Regions from separate parts of the Sus scrofa genome. Here region 1 is linked to region 2. Evidence: chromatin contacts called from public HiChIP or PLAC-seq data. All regions are on one chromosome and are shown on one strand. The core of a region is the stretch at or near the end of the contact, and the rest is flanking DNA. Distances in the headings are between cores, read along the strand shown.

Evidence for each region. HiChIP or PLAC-seq counts read pairs in DNA pulled down with a chosen protein or histone mark.
Region 1: an H3K27ac HiChIP or PLAC-seq map of alveolar macrophages shows a contact between it and region 2, with 4 times the contacts expected there. The contact joins two enhancer-like sites. A contact is called at or near these places in 1 of 47 Hi-C or Micro-C datasets (heart right ventricle) and 1 of 2 datasets of contacts at active chromatin or transcription factors (alveolar macrophages).

The regions. Positions count from the first base shown.
Region 1 is chr11:5,926,527-5,931,520 of Sscrofa11.1, reverse strand. LOC110255799 (a long non-coding RNA gene) reads left to right here. Exons shown (of 4, transcript XR_002336639.1): 4 at 2,162-4,648. Among named protein-coding and RNA genes, the nearest start is that of POMP, 25 kb to the left of the region's middle. Within about 2 kb of position 1,795, at least 5 of the 83 cell types and tissues checked have an H3K27ac peak or open chromatin away from gene starts, as enhancers often do. A contact at or near this core is called in alveolar macrophages, where this site is marked.
Region 2 is chr11:5,717,340-5,722,510 of Sscrofa11.1, reverse strand. All of the region lies in intron 10 of FLT1 (vascular endothelial growth factor receptor 1), which reads left to right. Among named protein-coding and RNA genes, the nearest start is that of FLT1, 77 kb to the left of the region's middle. Within about 2 kb of position 2,745, at least 3 of the 83 cell types and tissues checked have an H3K27ac peak or open chromatin away from gene starts, as enhancers often do. A contact at or near this core is called in alveolar macrophages, where this site is marked.

The sequences.
Region 1 (4,994 bases), core at 546-3,045, 210 kb before region 2:
AGGACCATCATTGTACAAACCTGTCTCTTCCAGGCCACCACCAATTGAACTGAAGATGTATTTCCATCATATCCTATTCTGACATGTCAGCCCCTAACCGACTTAACTAGCTAATATCACTAACTTAAAACCCAAATCAGTAGGTACTTAGGGAAAAAAGGGTTTTCACTGCTCTAAAAACACATTCCTTCCCTTTGTTTGTTTGTTTGTTTTTTAGGGGCGCACCCACTGCATATGGAGCTTCCCAGGCTAGGGGTCGAATTGGAGCTGTAGTTGACAGCCTACGCCACAGCCACAGCAATGCGTGGTCCGAGCTGCGCCTGCAACCGACAGCACAGCTCATGGCCAGATCCTTAACCAGTGAGCAAGGCCAGGGATCGAACCTGCAACCTCTTTGTTCCTAGTCGGGTTCGTTTCCTCTGAGCCACGACAGGAACTCCATCCTTCCCTTCTTTATTAAAGGTAGTGTTAAATCGGCACAGTGTGAGAGCCGCCCTGAACTCGGAAGCACTTGCATCCGAGATGGACGCAGAAGCCCAGGCAGCTCTAGTTCCTGTTCGGGGCTGCACTGGTTATATACGGCCCATACACAAAGGAAAGGCCCCAGTACTGCCTCTTTCATCCGTAATTTTAAGTAAGATTGAAAGACATGCCCCAAAATGCCATTGGCTTGATTCATGTACTGTCTTCAGTCAAATCTCAACATTCCATTCCAAACACGAAATATATGTTTTTAATGTAAATAAGTAAACTTTCCAGCTCTGAATACGAGGGGGTGGGAAGCCTTTATCTTGGCGGGGGTTGGGCAGTGCAGCCGTCTAACCTCCTTCAAGTAGCCTTCGAATCCCTTAAAGTGAAAGTGCTTGTTATTTGTCTTTAGCAAATAAAACAAACAGCACTCTTTGATCTTTAGGAAGCTCTTTCTTGTTCAAGTAACATTCTGTCTGACTTTTATGTTTCAGCATTGTATATTTAATTATTTTTTAAAGTTTTGTTTTCAATGATTACACTTTTTCATAACTTAGGATAAACACAGGCATGCTTTGTTAAAGATTAAAAATAAATCTCACGAAACTGCAAAAGGTGGCAAAGATAATACCACATGGGGTCGGTATGTTCCAAAACACGATTCTCAGGGGACCCCCTCTAAACACACTGCTTCATTAGAATTCTTGTTCTGAAAAGTTTCAGGAAGCCCCTGACTCTAACCCACCCTTTCCTGAAACTGGTGAAAGTAGGAAAAAAAATTTCCCCTGCAGTGAAAAATAGAAGAATCTCTACACATCAGGGAGGCATGTTGTGTCTTTTTTTAGATTGTTCCTTGGTGCAAAAATACCTTGCTGCTAACTTTATCATGTCCTTCAAACAGGGAACACACTGGGATAGCAATCACAAAAACAAGTGTGTTTACATCATTCAGTAGATATGTTATCAAAGGACGGCTTTTAATTCGACTTGAGAGTAATTTCTAGAGCTTAGTACATTGAAAACAGCATCTCACTGCAACCTATTCAATATTGACTGTGACCGTTTATAAATACGGGAACTTTTGGAAATAGCAAGATAGAGATAGAAACAGATTTTTCCTTGGCGACTCATTTTGCAGCCCTTTCAGACGTATCTTTGAATGTTCACTTGTTCTTCCACTTTACTCCTCCTATTGCATTTCCTTTATTCTTTCTGAAACATTTCCTCTTTCTGCGGTTGGGAGAGCGGTGGGCCCTCAGGGGTCTGGGACGAGGCCGTCTGAAATGCTAGTGCAGTTCTTGAAGCAGACGGTAGGTGGCGATGAAAAGCCGTGCCTCTCTGCCAGCCGTCCTTTCTGGAAGTCCCAAATCAGAAGTGTGAAAAGTCAGAGCTAAGAGGACAGGGGAGAGAGCAGACGGGAACCAGAAAATGTGGGTGCTGCGCCTCCGGGAGACACCCACGTTTACGACTAGGATCCAGCTTCCTTACTTTCAGATGGGAAACGAGTCTACTGCAGCTGAAGAAATTAAATATGTAGACGCAATGATATCTAAATGAGGGTTCCACTTACTCAGTGCTCCTGATTTTGCACATTCTAACATGCCAGTGCCATTTGCTAAAACAACAAAAATGCACACATGTGAATTCAATAAAGTATTAAAAAGTGGGTTTTTTTTTTTTTTTTTAAGTTTAGAATTACAGGAGTCTTTTACAGACCTTTCATAACGTCAGATTCCTGGAAGGAAAATCTTTTCCATAAGGAATAATGAAATAGAAAGGTTTTCTAGAGTTTCTCTAAGAGAACAGGGAATGAATTGCCCAAAGATGTCAAGCGGAGCCATAGCTATGGTCCGTAGCTCGGAGTGGAATGTGATCGGCCATCGGAAAGGAATGCAGTCTGTGTTCGCTGGAATGAAGTGGGCTTTATGAGTTATTCTTTCCCAGGACCAAAAATTGACAATCGGTTGGCCTAAATGAAAGTGTTGCTCTTTGGACAGAGTTGTGGGAATTAGGAGAGAGACTTAGACAGCTACAAGTTCAAGCACATTGCTGCCCTGGCACTGGGCCCACTGCAGTCTGAGTAAAATAGAGCTAAAAGCCAATTAATGGAGGGTTAACTCTTCCTTAAAACCTGGAACTATATCATCTTGCAATTAGAGATCCTGTGTTCTGACCACTCTCCAGAAGGAAGTATCGCCGGCGGGACATCTTTGAGAGGCGACTTCCAGACATCTTCTGGAACACTCTGAAGCAAGAGCGCCAGCAGCCTTTCAGAAGACCCCATTCCATCCCTGCGCCCTCGATTTCAGCATTTCTTCAACTGTATGGAACACACAGACATACTCTTGGAGGCCTCAGAGTTCTAAAAACGATCTGCAAATTTTTGTCTTTTCCTTGGGATCGCCATCCAAAAGGAAGTGATACGTGCGCCTCCTCCGGTGACGCGTTTCTTTTTTAATTAGTACACTTTATGTGGACGAGTGGTTTGAGGTTTACAGAGAAACTGAGTGAAAAGTGTAAACTCACCTTCCAGCCCTGACTCCTCCACCTCCAGTTCCCACGATTAACAGCTTCCGTCCGGGTGGCGTATTCGTCACAGTTGAGGAGCCCATAGTAATACATTCTTATTCATTAAAGCCCATACTTGGCACTAGGGTTCATTCTCTGCGTTATACATCCTAGGAGTTTTGACAAATGCAATGACTCCTTTTTGTCCGAGGACCACCAGAGAGATTTTCAGTCTTACCTTGCTTTTGTGTTTCGAGACCGGTTCCGCTTTAATTGTCCCGGATGAGTAAGACAGGAACAGAGTTGGACTTAATAGGCAACACGTGATGTCAGTTTTAGTGATGGAAACTCACACGCCTCAGACATGAAGGTTTGTCTGTGGTTCAGAAGAAGAAACGGTTTGCTTGGAGTTACCCCAAGACGTGCTGTGGTCCGCCCTCCCCAAGGCAGACGCCGTCATCGCTGCCGTGTTCACATCCTGAAAGGTGATGTTTGTTTCAGCAAATAGTATTTCTCACATTAATATAAGGCTATTGCAATATCGCTGACTTTGTAGTTTGCATTTGCCTTTGCATTTGGAGGCGTAGTTTAATTTGTAAGTTTGCACCACTGTGAGTATAGGGACTTTATACCTAGTCATATGCCCATAATTAAGAAATGCTTTAGAGAAAATATTTGTACATGATATGACTGATAGGAGGGGACTATCCAAAATATGTAACAGCTCATACAACTCAGTATCAAAAAAAAAAAACAAACAAAACACAATTAAACGTGGGCAGAAGACCTTGATAGATGTTTTTCTAGAGAAGACAGGCAGAAGGCCAACAGCCACATGAAAAAATGGTCACTATAATTACACCAGAGAAATGTGAGTCAAAGTCGCCATGAGAACACCTCACAGCTGTCAGAATGGCTACCATCAAAAAGACCACACATAACAAACGTTGGCAAGGATGTGGCGAAAAGAAACACTTACACACTGCTGGTGGGCGTGTAAACTAGTGCAGTCACTGTGGACGTCAATGTGGGGGTTCCTCCAAAACTAAAAGTAGAACTACCACATGATTCCGCAATTCCACTCCTGAGTGTGTGTCCCAAGACACTGAAAGCACTCATTTGAAAAGATGTGTGCACCCTGGTGTTTGCAGCAGCATTATTTATGGCAGCCAAGAGGCGGAAGCAAGCCAAGTGCCCATCCATGGATGAATGAAGAAAATGTGGTGTATATGTAGATATTCGTGTGTGTGCGTGTGCGTGTGCGTGCCATACAAAGAAGGAGATTCTGCCATTTGGAGCAATGTCAATGGACCTCGAGAATATTATGCTCAGTGAAATAAGACAGACAGAGAAAGATAGATACCGTATGATAAAAATTCTACGTGGAATCTAATAAATAAAACAAACGAATGTATATAACAAAACAGAAACAGACTCACGGGTATAGAGAACACACTAGTGGTTTCCAGTGGGGAAAGGGGACGGTCAAGGCACAGGTGTGGGATAATAGGCTTAAGAAACAAACTGCTATAAAAATGGATAAGCAAAAAGGATATGTCGTACGGCACGGGGAATACAGCCATTGTTTTGTAATCACTTTAAATGGAGTATAGTCTAAAAATACTGAATCACTCTGTTTTAAACCTGAAACTAATATAATGCTGTACATCAACTGCAGCTTGATTTTTTTTTAAATGTTAAAGAAAAATATTTGTAAACCCTAGGGATCTGCAAGAATATTTTTCTCTGCGAGGGGGTCTGTACATGACTCAGGTTTAAGAAACTCTGTTCTAAGTGTGAGATAGTTTTCCCCTATATGGAGCCCGAAACCGCCTGCCTGTGAGTTGCACACACTTACCCTGGGTCTGCCCTCTGAAATCGAATCCCTTTCTACACAACAGCTGTCCAAGTATTTAAATGTAACAATCGCCCCATTTAAAGCTTTTCTCTTTTATATTTTAAGAGGCAGAAACAGATTAATATAGACTGGATATACGTCTAATCCCTGGAGGGCAGGT
Region 2 (5,171 bases), core at 1,496-3,995:
AGGGGACGAAGGTCTCGGAGAGCCCTGGCTTCACTCACTGGGTTTACTTGTCACCAGTGACCCCGCCGCGTCTACTGGGTGAGTTTGAGTTTGAACTGAGGGTCCCAAAGGAAAGAGGAGAGGGGTCAGCCGCCACGGGGGACTTTGACTCCAATGTCATGGTCAGTTTGGGGACCAGGGAAGATGGGAAGCTGGTTTGAGCTCCACACCTGGGGGGGGGGGGGGCGTGTAAACCCCAGCAGAATGGGCAAGGCTGAAGAAGACCAACCTCAGGAGCAGAGCAAATCAAAGTTAAGGTCACGCCTCCCTGTGACCCCCCCTCCATCCTGCAGGGGTATTCTCTGCCCCCCCGAGGGCCTCCCCAAGCTGTGGATGGTCACACAAGAGACAAGGGAGTCTGATTAAAGGAGACGAAGGAGAAAGGGCAAGGGTTGATGCTGCTGAGCGAATGAGGTGGGGACACGGAGGCTGCAAATGTCAGCCTCGGTGCCTGGGTCTGGGCACGTGGCATGATGAATTCACTTAGAATTCAAGGCAGTTCAGAGTTTTTTGTTTGTTTGTTTTAAGAGCTTATTTTATAGATGAGAAACTGAAGCTCAAAGGTAACTATCCTTCACCTCACAGCTAGATAACAGTCAGCCCAGGACTAGACCCAGTCTTGAATTTCTGGGGGTTTTATTGCTGTATTATTCTTACGTCCACTATTGAGGCCCTGTGGTGACTCTGCACTGAGTCACCTGTGAGGACACTGCATTGAGTCCTTGTGGGAGGTGCTTATCATCTGGCTGAATAAAGGAGCCAACCCAACCAGGAGGGGTTTAGTGGGCGGCAGGTGATGAGGAAGCACCCTGGGGGGAGGGGGAGACCCGAGTCCCGAAGCTGATGGGAAGGTACGAAGCTCGAGTGGGAAGGGAGCAGCACAGGTGAGATGGTGACCCAGGGGTGGAAGTGGACAGGCCTGGAGCGTCAGCGGCTGGCTTGCAGGGTTGAGGGAAGAGAAAACCAAACCTGCCAAGGTAGGTTTGGACCCGACCTGGAATTTTTTGACTTGGGGGTTGCCTGGTCCACCCAGCCAGTCATGTGGCTCCAGCTCCCTGGCCTGGCCCCGTGCTCTCTGTTCCACCATAGCCCCCCTCCACCTCCTTACAGAGAGATGGGTTTGTACAGACTTGGCGGTGCGGTCTTACTCCCGCCCTCACCTGCTCGTGGCCTTGGAAGCTCTGCCTTCCGTGTCTGAAGACCAACGACTTGGGCTTGCCCTCGGGCTTTTTAAAAAGTTACACGGGTGCTGATTCTCCCATTTGTCTTAGCCCTTCCGTCTTCCCTATGCCTGTCCTCATCATGAAAAACTCTCAGGTGGCCATGGGTTGCTGCCTTATTGAGAAATTCTCTTTGTGAGCGTGAGAGGGTCTTTGCGTCCATCAGGTGAGGAAAATAAATGGGGATACTGAGAAACTACTTAGAGCCAAAGAGAAATGGATGGCCAGTCGAGGACGCTATTGCTGGGGGCTTCTGTTTTTATTTTCCTTGGAGCGGAAAGGTATTAAGCATCTGTCTGTAGAGTGCGTGCTGAACATGTGCTTCTGTGTATTATCTCATTTAATTCTTAGAGACTCCGCACGAGGTGGGACTGTGGTTACTCCCGTTTGCTCAGTGAGGCACAGAGTTCCAAGGACCTTGTTAGGGACCCAGGCCCAGCTGACATGTCCACGATAAAAGTTGGTCTTCTAGCACCTCCCTGAACCCAGGCACTAATCATTTATCACTAACGAGGCCTGGTGTGGTAACAACCACGGAGACATTAAAATAAGTAATTTTGGGTCAAAAGCTCATGATCCCGGAAGCACGTCTGTTTTGAGAAGCCTGTGTGGATGACATCAAGAGCCCAGTTTAAGAGGCATCAGGGTGCGGAAAGGCACTGAGGTCTAGGGGTTAAGGACAAGAGCTCTGGAGCCTGAACCCCCACTCCTGCCAGGTGCGTGGTTCTGGGCAAAGCCAACCACCTGTCTGGGTCTGCGTTTCCGAATCGTAACAGTAGAGACAAGAACACTGACCTCCGAAGGTCGTTCAGGGGAAAGAAACGAGATCGTGTCTATGTAGGGCTGAGCCTGTCTGTCTGCTGAAAGCTGTCCAGTCCCTCTCGGTTGCTCTGTGGCCACCCACTGCAAAGCTGCTTCTCTCCGGAGTGGCCTCAGGTCCAGAGGGGTATCCTGGGAAGGTGGCCAGCTGACAGTGCTCCGTGCTGTTGGCTTCGTGTTCTCCCCGGAAGCACACTTGCGTCTTTGGACGGATCTTCTGACCATGGTGATTTACATCAAACAAGTTAAGAGGGGCCCGGAAATAGCAGAATGTTCAGATGATTGAGGAAGTTAGAGGAGTTCTAATATCCCAGACCTGCTTGCGTTTGTGAATTCTGCCTCAGCTGTTCAAACGCTCATGGACCCAAGTCCCCTCCTGCCGACAGCTGTAGTGCGTGGGCTCTTGACGTATTACTTGCTTGTGCTGAATTGTCTTCGGATATGTTTCCACGTATTTGACGTGTCTCTTCACTAAACATATCCTTAATACCAGAAGAACCTAAATCTTGCACTCCCAGAGGGCATGATTTTTACTTCTGGAAGATGTGTGGACAAAATTAATTCCGATCTGAATAAAGTGGCCTGTCCGAGTAGAAAGGGGAAGAGCACTGCCGGCGATGCTTCTCCACGTAGCAGCATCGCGGTGTGAGCTGACACTGTCCACCCACCCTCAGCCTGTCAGAGGCTGATGCTGCTGTGATGGGTTCATCCAGGTCGCAGTCAGGTCCCTGTGTCATTCGTACGCCTCCAGGGGGCGGGGCAGCCCTGATGGTGGTGACTCAGTGCTTGGCGGAGGGGGGAGGTGCGCGGTCACTGGAGGGTCAGTAGTGCCCCCGTTTCAGCACGTATGAGCTACGTGATGGATGGCGGGGCTGACACCCACCTCAGGTCGAGGCCACGTCTAGGCAGCCCGTCATCAGGGTTCACTCCGCTCGTCGGGCTGTCACCCGAGCAAGGCCGTGCGTGCTCTTCCACTGTTCCCCAGGTAGGGGGGCTAAACCCTGAGGTTCTGATGATAAATAAGACATCATCCCTGCTCTGAAGTAGCCCTCAGTCTGGCCAGATAAGGGTAGCTGATGAATGACCGGTCGGCTGTGTACCAGGCACTGTGCCGAGCTGTTACACAAATTAACCCACTTATTATCACCCTCCTGTGTGCTGATGCCAAAGGATCTTCTCTAAATTCTCTCCCTCCTGCCTGTTTTTTTAACCTCGGTAAGAAAGCTAGTGGCTAGTGGTGTGGGGTTGCTTCTTGCAAGCTGGACATCTGTGCCCAAAGAATTTGAGGTGCTTTGCAGAAAGTACCACTCATTAATGATTTAGCAGATCTGGATGAACATGGATGAGACTAGGATGGCGATGCGGCCCACGTCCTCAACGTGCCAGTTGTCTGCACCAAAAAAGAGAAAAGGAAATAAATGGATGTTTGCAAGGGGAAGGGCCCATAAGATAAAAGCAGAGCAAGAGCAGTCCGACGTTTTAGGGAACTGAGGTCCAAGAAAAATGACTTTTCGTCTCCTATTCTGTGGGCTGTAGGAAGGGAACTCAGCCCGATTTCTACTACAGAGAGTGTCACAGGCCTGGGGACCATAAACTCCCTCCGTGGAAACCGGTGCTGTGACACCACAGCGGAATTTATTAAAAGTGACTCTGGGGGCTGACAGGACACAGTGCTTTTCAGAGTAAGGAACCAAAACGACCGCACGTCCTCTGAGCAATTTCCTACGACAGTGATTCTCCCAACCTTGCCATCCCGCTGTTACATAACCGGAACGTTGCAACACCATGGGCTGAGCTCCCATCTGACCAGCTCTAGAATTCCCGCTAAATGTGGTTCTCCTCCCCCACCCCCCGAAGGCCTGCGGGACATTTCGGTCCTGACTGCTGTACAATCAGTGTGAGGACAGAATGTGACCGTAGCTACAAATATTGTTCCCTGAGTGATTAGAGCTAATACCTTGAGATGCCTTGAATGTTATTTATGGCCACTCCTGCATTTCCCAATCAAATGGGGTAACCAATAAAGATTTTTTTGTTTATTAAATTACCCTCCCTCCGCTGACTGGTCTTTTACTAGGAAGAAAAATGAATGAGAAGAGATGGCCTCTCTGAGGTTCCTGGCTGGGTGTAACCGAGTTTGTATCCACCCTCTGGCCTCACAGTCACCCCGGTGTAGGGCTGTCAGCATGCCTAGAACCCTGCCTCAGATTCCATGAGAGAGACAGAGAGAGTCAGTCAGGAGTGGGGGGATGACTGGAGCTCTTGGGGGAGGCGAGCAGGGGACAGAGGAGGAAGGAAGGCAGAGGCTGGGAAGACAGGCCTCGTTCTGAGTGTGAATGGACCATGGGGCCCTTGAGAGCAGGAAGCAGTGCAGGCCAAGCCGCGCACGGAAAAGCTCTTATCTCAAGAGAGGTGGCCAGGACGCTGGATCACCTCCACCATTGTCCCCGGAGCTGACCCACAGCCTTCGGCCCCGAGAAGCCGCTCCACTTCCCCCGATCCATTCAGACCAGAAGTAACTTGCAGTGTGGCCTCCAAAGCGGCACAGGGTCTCTCGAGGCACAAGCAGAGTCACTCCCCCAGCGTCCCTGCCCCAGCCTGACCCCGGGACCACCCCCAAAGGCCCAGGCCCTTTTCCTGGAGCAGAAGCAGCAGGAACCCTTCTGTCTAAACACTCCTTCCCAGCCTCTGCCGTTCTCCGCCAGCATCCTCTCCTCTATATTGTTTGATTTGTTTTAAGAGAACGTGAGAGAAGGGAAAAGATAGCACTTGCAGATTCTATTAATCTGATGGCTTGGACACACTATCTCTAATGTTTTGACACAACACCGGCAGTGGCGGAGGGAAGTTTACACGAGGCCCTGCGGCAGGACCAGGATGGCGCGCCGTGATGGGGAGCCGGCCCGGGCATGGCCTCTGGCTGGGTTCCAGGTGGTCTTTTTTCCCATTTTTTTTTTCAAAGACATTTTTCCGCCTTGATTTGCTCTTTATCACCCCTCTACCCCGGTGATCCCTACGTAGCCTCAGTGTTGTTTACAAACAGGTTCTAATCCCAGTGCGCGCGTGCGGTCAAAGCCCATCCGACACGCAGGG